Linked DNA regions of Mus musculus: region 2 is linked to region 1. The links are chromatin contacts, called in public promoter capture Hi-C maps. All regions are on one chromosome and are shown on one strand. The core of a region is the stretch at or near the end of the contact, and the rest is flanking DNA. Distances in the headings are between cores, read along the strand shown. Region 1 overlaps Mrps6 (mitochondrial ribosomal protein S6). Region 2 has its middle 22 kb from the start of Gm41497.

Region 1 (2,700 bases), core at 32-2,531:
TTAGAATTGCCTGAGTAAAGTTTTCTTATTGCCTGCCTTAGGGAGTTTGAAGCCTGTTGGATTCTTGAGAGTCATTAAGCCTAGCTAGCCTTCCCTGTAGTAGGCATTTGCTCCATTTGACAGATAGCTTGTATGCATTGTGGGTAATCAAGAAGTGTTACACACATGATATACCACAGAAAGTGCACTGGAAATAGCTAAGCAACAAGATTGGTTTGTCGATGACGTGTTTAGCATTTAGAGTTTTGGTTCATCTCAGCAGTGCTGAAGGTTGTGACGTGTAATCAGAGTTTGGCCAAGGCACAGATTCTGTGTGCAGGAGTCAGTGTGTGTCTAGAACAGTGTGTGCCATAATTAAATAGGCCTTGTGTGTCCTCCAGGGCCCACGTTCATACGCTGCCATGCCATGTGCCGCAGGCGAGTCTTGGACGATGCTTGGCCTTGCTGGGGTTGCCGGTGTCACAGCTGTGGGTTGATTGGATGTCTTGGCTCTTGGGCTCGATAGGAGGCAGCAAGGGGAGTTTGAATAGTGATGCTTTCACTGCAGAGGCATGCTAGACACAGGTCACAGAGTCTGCCACATGCCTGCTTCTCAGTAGGACAGAGCAGTGCACTGCCATTCTCTTAGGTCCTTCCCCAGTTGGCCCCTTGCTGCCCAGAGGCCAAGGAGGCCGAAGGAAGAGAGCAAGGAGAGAAATGCTTAGGAGGGGAAAGATTTCAGTTGGAGGGTTAGCTGGATTGCCTCCCCTGATGAGGAAGGTACACTTTGAAAGTGGTTTTGATATTATTATTTATTCACAATGCCAGATCTATAACAAGTTTATGCCGAAAAGAGAAATGTCATTATTGCACATACTGATTTGGTCAGGCCCTTGAGAAGCAGGTATGTTCTGGAGACTGGCCTGCAGATCTGTTCCTGGGAACTTACTTGCTCCCCACAGCACCTTGATGGTGAAACTCGCAGGCCAGTGTACAGATGAAGTGCTCACTGTCTCCAGGGGTTGTGGAATTGGGGGCTTGTTTATGCTCAGCTGAGTATCATCTAAAACTTATTAAAATTTTTCTTGTGTGTTCCACCTGGCTCCAAATGGTCACCCTTACCAAAGTGGAGACAAGGTCTCAGACACCTGTAGCTTTTATGTATATCATTTTTCTGTGTTCCCAAGGGCAGCCATGTTGCAAGTCAGCTGGCTGCCAGATCATGACCTTGTAACGGAGCAGGCTTGAATAGATCATCTGCCTCTTGGGCCCAGTGGGAGTGGTTGGGAGCCTTTGCTCTCATGGATCAGCTTTCCAGATGGAAGCCCTGGCTTCAGTTACCACAGTTGTCACAGGCAGTGCCTGGAGCCTAGAGCTGCCGGTTTCAGACAAGCTGGCAAGTATTCTTCTCTCTGGATTCGCGCTGGTCCCACTTAGGTCTCTGCATGCTCTCTCCTTGTGCCTCCACAGACTCACCTCGAGCCTGTCTATTTGGTGGAAAGGATACCTTTGGAGGTATCCCTTGTTGTCAAACATTGTAGAGGGAGCAATGGGAGTAGATGGTTCCCTGGCCTTTTCTATAAAGGGCCAGCATCTTCCTGAGGACTAGTGATGCCCTACTGCAGACACAGCAGTCAGTCTCACTCCAGGGCTACATACCATTTGAAGCTCTTTGCACTAGGTGCTGGACAGGAGAACTGGTGATCTCTCAGAGCTGAGCTTGTGCGCCTCAGGTGGCCTGCGACTGACCAGGGGACTCATTTCCATGTCCATAAGAACTCTTCAGTTGTGAAAGGAGTTCTGGCCTTAAATTGGGGTAGATGCTTAGGGCACAGCTCTGCTGGGTATGTGCAGGATACCTGCTAATTACGGCTGAGAAGAGTGATCAGAGTGACCAGCTCTTTGGTGAATAAGTGGAATTTTACGGACCGCTCCCAAGTATGTCTGCAGCTTACTTACTCTGAGAGCGCTGGCGCCCTTTCTAGAGGAGATCGAGTCTCCTCTGTAGTTTTCCTATTAGTTAACATTTCTGTCTTCTTATGTTTTCCTGCCAGCGTCAAGTGAAGCCCTGTGCCATGGCTCTGTTTCTGTGTGTACATGTTCTGCAGCTTGTTTTGGGGCGGGGATGCTGTGTCCTTGAAGGTTTCTTTTTTTTTTTTTTTTTTTTTTTAAATATCTGTTAAAGTTTTTTTTTTTTTTTTTTTTTTTAGATTTATTTATTTATTATATGTAAGTACACTGTAGCTGTCTTCAGACACTCCAGAAGAGGGCGTCAGATCATGTTACAGATGGTTGTGAGCCACCATGTGGTTGCTGGGATTTGAACTTCGGACCTTCGGAAGAGCAGTCGGGTGCTCTTACCCACTGAGCCATCTCACCAGCCCGAAGGTTTCTTTTAAGTGGCATTTCCCCCAAGATTTGTAGAATTACTCGTTTGTACAATGCATGAGAGCCAACAGATGGGTAGAAAAAGAAATGAGTTTGTCTATAGACAGCCTTTGGTATCAAGGTGAAAAAGAAATGGGGTTTGTCTGTAGACAGCCTTTGGTATCAAGGTGAAAAAGAAATGGGGTTTGTCTGTAGACTGCCTTTGGCATTAAGGTGAAAAAGAAATGGGGTTTGTCTGTAGACGGCCTTTGGCATTAGGTGAATAATCCGCTGCCTCTGTGGTGTCTGGGGTCAGAAAGGTTTAACCAAGACAGTGTAGGCACAGGCATCCAC
Region 2 (2,700 bases), core at 118-2,617, 170 kb after region 1:
GGTGGGTTACGCAGAAAAGCCGGTCATTTGCCCAGTGGTTCACAGCTAGTGACTTCTGGTATGGTTTTGGCCTGGTCACTCCAGGAACTAATTATGGTCACAGTATGTGGTCAGGTCATTGGGAACTGCCCTCAGCTTACCCAGCCTCACCTTGTGCCTTCCATTTTAAACCGTGCATTTGGGAAGTTTCCCAAACTGGTCCTGAGGTAGCCTGAGGACTTGAAGTTTTGTAGGATCATAAAACCGGGATATATTTTCTTTGTGTTTAAGTATTTGTCCTGAGTCTAGATAAACTTTCTAAGAAGGAATCTTGTATCAGGTTTAGGGAAAGCTGATGGCCTGTGAGCGGGTGTGGCCACCTCCCAGATGAGAGCTGAACACACTTCGTGTCTCCCCAAGTTCACAATACAGGACATGTGCAGCAGTTGCTCATGTGTGGAGTCTCTGAACCTTCAGAGGCCACACTTTGTGTCCTATAATATGCTCATCAACACGGGGCCTTGTCCCTGGCTCTTTGGAGGTTTGGAATCCTCTCCCAGGGTCTCTCTTTTCCCTGACTTCTGTGCTGCTAGGGCGTATTCTCTCTCTCTCTCTCTCTTTCTCTCCCTCTCTCTCTCTCTCATGACATTCTGTTTTTAGTGTCTCCACTTTTTCTTTTAGTCTGAAACATGTGACCCAAATATTGGAATATAAATCTAGAAATGTTCATAATTTTAATTGCTAAAAAATTTAATTGTAATAATTGATTTTGCATTCCATTCAAGCTTTGAGTTTTCCTGGCAATAGAAACTAATGTGTCCATAAATTCTGGGTCATGCCAATCTCCTTGGCCCTGTTTGCTGCTTCCTGAACTCCTGTGCCTTTGGAGGTAGCCAGGAGGCATGGTGTTCATTAACTCTGGGTCATTGTCCATGCACTCGTTCATATTTCCTATCCTGAAGCCTTCCTGAGTCCTCTTGTATCCCAGTCACAGCATCGTCCTCCACACCTGGTCAGAAAGGGAACCCACGACAGTCCAGAGCAGCAATTGCACAGAAGTCCAGTGTAGAGAACCAATGAGCCTTTATTCTCTTTAGCAACAAGAATCTGGGCAAGGGGGTTACTTACAGGGACCAGGGTGTCTCAAAAGCATCAACACTGAGACGCCCATCCTAATACAGACGAGACTCCTGCGAGCCGAGGAAGCCCAGGACAGCCGAGAAGCTCCTTTCTGCAGCTCAGCTTCTGCCTCTGAGATCCCGCTGGTCGGTCGGAATGTCCCTCACCCTACCCCACCCACAGTTGTTCTCGGCTTCTGTAACCTTGGAGTCAGAGCCCTCAGGAGTCTTGAAAGCTTCCCAAATATGTGAAGTTTGTTTGCTTCCCGAGTCTTACATGCCCTCTACTTCCTGCTGGAGGGAGTGTTTGGATTCAGAGAAGACCGTTGTGCAATGTGTGGGCTTGAGGAGGTCAGGAAGCAAGTCCGGGCCAGCCTCTACTTCTCCAGCACTCACACTGGTGTGCAAGCACCTTGCAAGTTTATCCACTTTGAAGAATCCTATGAATGTGGTTGGCTCACTGTAGCCGCAGGTTTTATGCCATAGATCCAACAAGTTATATGTGGAAAATATTTGGGGAAATTTACATCTGGGTTGAGCACTTATAGACTTGGTCACTATGTTGGGTATTATAACCAGCTGAGGTATTATTGCATGTAGGAAGATGTGCACAGGTCATTGAGAACACTACGATATTTCATAAAGGAACTTCAGCATCCATGAACACTGCGGTCTATGGAGATCTGGGTACTAATTCCTTTAGATACCAAGAGAGCATTGTTTCTTCCTAAAGAGCAGGACCTCATTTATGGTATCCTCATGTCCCTGGGGCATTTCTCAATCCTGTTTCCATTCCACACCATCCATCCTTGGCTACATCTGATTTTAAAATCCTAATTTTGGAATGTCCCAAACTATGGCATAGCCATTGCTAAGGAGCCAAAAGGACTATTTGAAAGAAAGAACACTAACTTCAATACATCCTACCCCTAGTTCCACTTTGAGAATTAATCATGAACCTTTGACACTGAATCCTCTCAGAGGCTGTCTTTCTTCCCTGTAGGAATCTGTCTGCGGTGCCCCAGGTAACATGGCATGATCAGAAATGGATACCCGGCAGTAACTGTTCTTCATTCCCGGGTGGTCTGATTCCCACCCTGCCTCCTAATTTTCTCAAATGCTGGATCCTTTCACAGACTGTAAGCCAATGTAGGGTTATCACAATGACACAAACTATTAATTAGTTCCTTGTCTTGTTGCTGTGATGAAATACCCAGACAAATGCCTCCTAAGGAGGATACAGTGCATCATGAGGGTAGTCATGGCCGTGGCAGCGGGAGCTGGAGGCAGCTGGTCACACTGTGTCCATGATTGGGATGCAGAGAGGCAGAGAGAGATTCAGCCTTGCGTTGCCCTCACTTTCTCCTTTGTTATTCAGTTCTGGATTGCAGCCCATAGGCTAGCATTGCCTACAAGGAACAGCTTCACAACTCAGTTAACTCAACCTTGACCTTTCTCACAGGCTCTCCCCAGGCATAGCTGTCAGGGTTGCCTAGACCCTGTCAGGGTGACATACAAACCATCAACAGTATAAAAGCAGTAAGATGGTGGGGTTTGGGGTGCAGTGTCTAGGTCCTCCTTAAGACCTAGTGGCAACCACACT

Evidence for each region. Capture Hi-C pulls out chosen DNA fragments and counts their contacts.
Region 2: a promoter capture Hi-C map of adipose tissue shows a contact between it and region 1. The contact joins two enhancer-like sites. A contact is called at or near these places in 7 of 484 Hi-C or Micro-C datasets (bone marrow-derived macrophages, brown adipocytes, cerebellum and 3 more), 4 of 115 datasets of contacts at active chromatin or transcription factors (embryonic stem cells and extraembryonic endoderm stem cells) and 3 of 9 other capture datasets (adipose tissue, embryonic stem cells and liver).

The regions. Positions count from the first base shown.
Region 1 is chr16:92,101,015-92,103,714 of GRCm38.p6, forward strand. All of the region lies in intron 2 of Mrps6 (mitochondrial ribosomal protein S6), which reads left to right. Among named protein-coding and RNA genes, the nearest start is that of Gm41496, 23 kb to the right of the region's middle. Within about 2 kb of position 1,282, at least 62 of the 459 cell types and tissues checked have an H3K27ac peak or open chromatin away from gene starts, as enhancers often do. A contact at or near this core is called in adipose tissue, where this site is marked.
Region 2 is chr16:92,266,739-92,269,438 of GRCm38.p6, forward strand. No RefSeq gene overlaps it. Among named protein-coding and RNA genes, the nearest start is that of Gm41497, 22 kb to the left of the region's middle. Within about 2 kb of position 1,368, at least 10 of the 459 cell types and tissues checked have an H3K27ac peak or open chromatin away from gene starts, as enhancers often do. A contact at or near this core is called in adipose tissue, where this site is marked.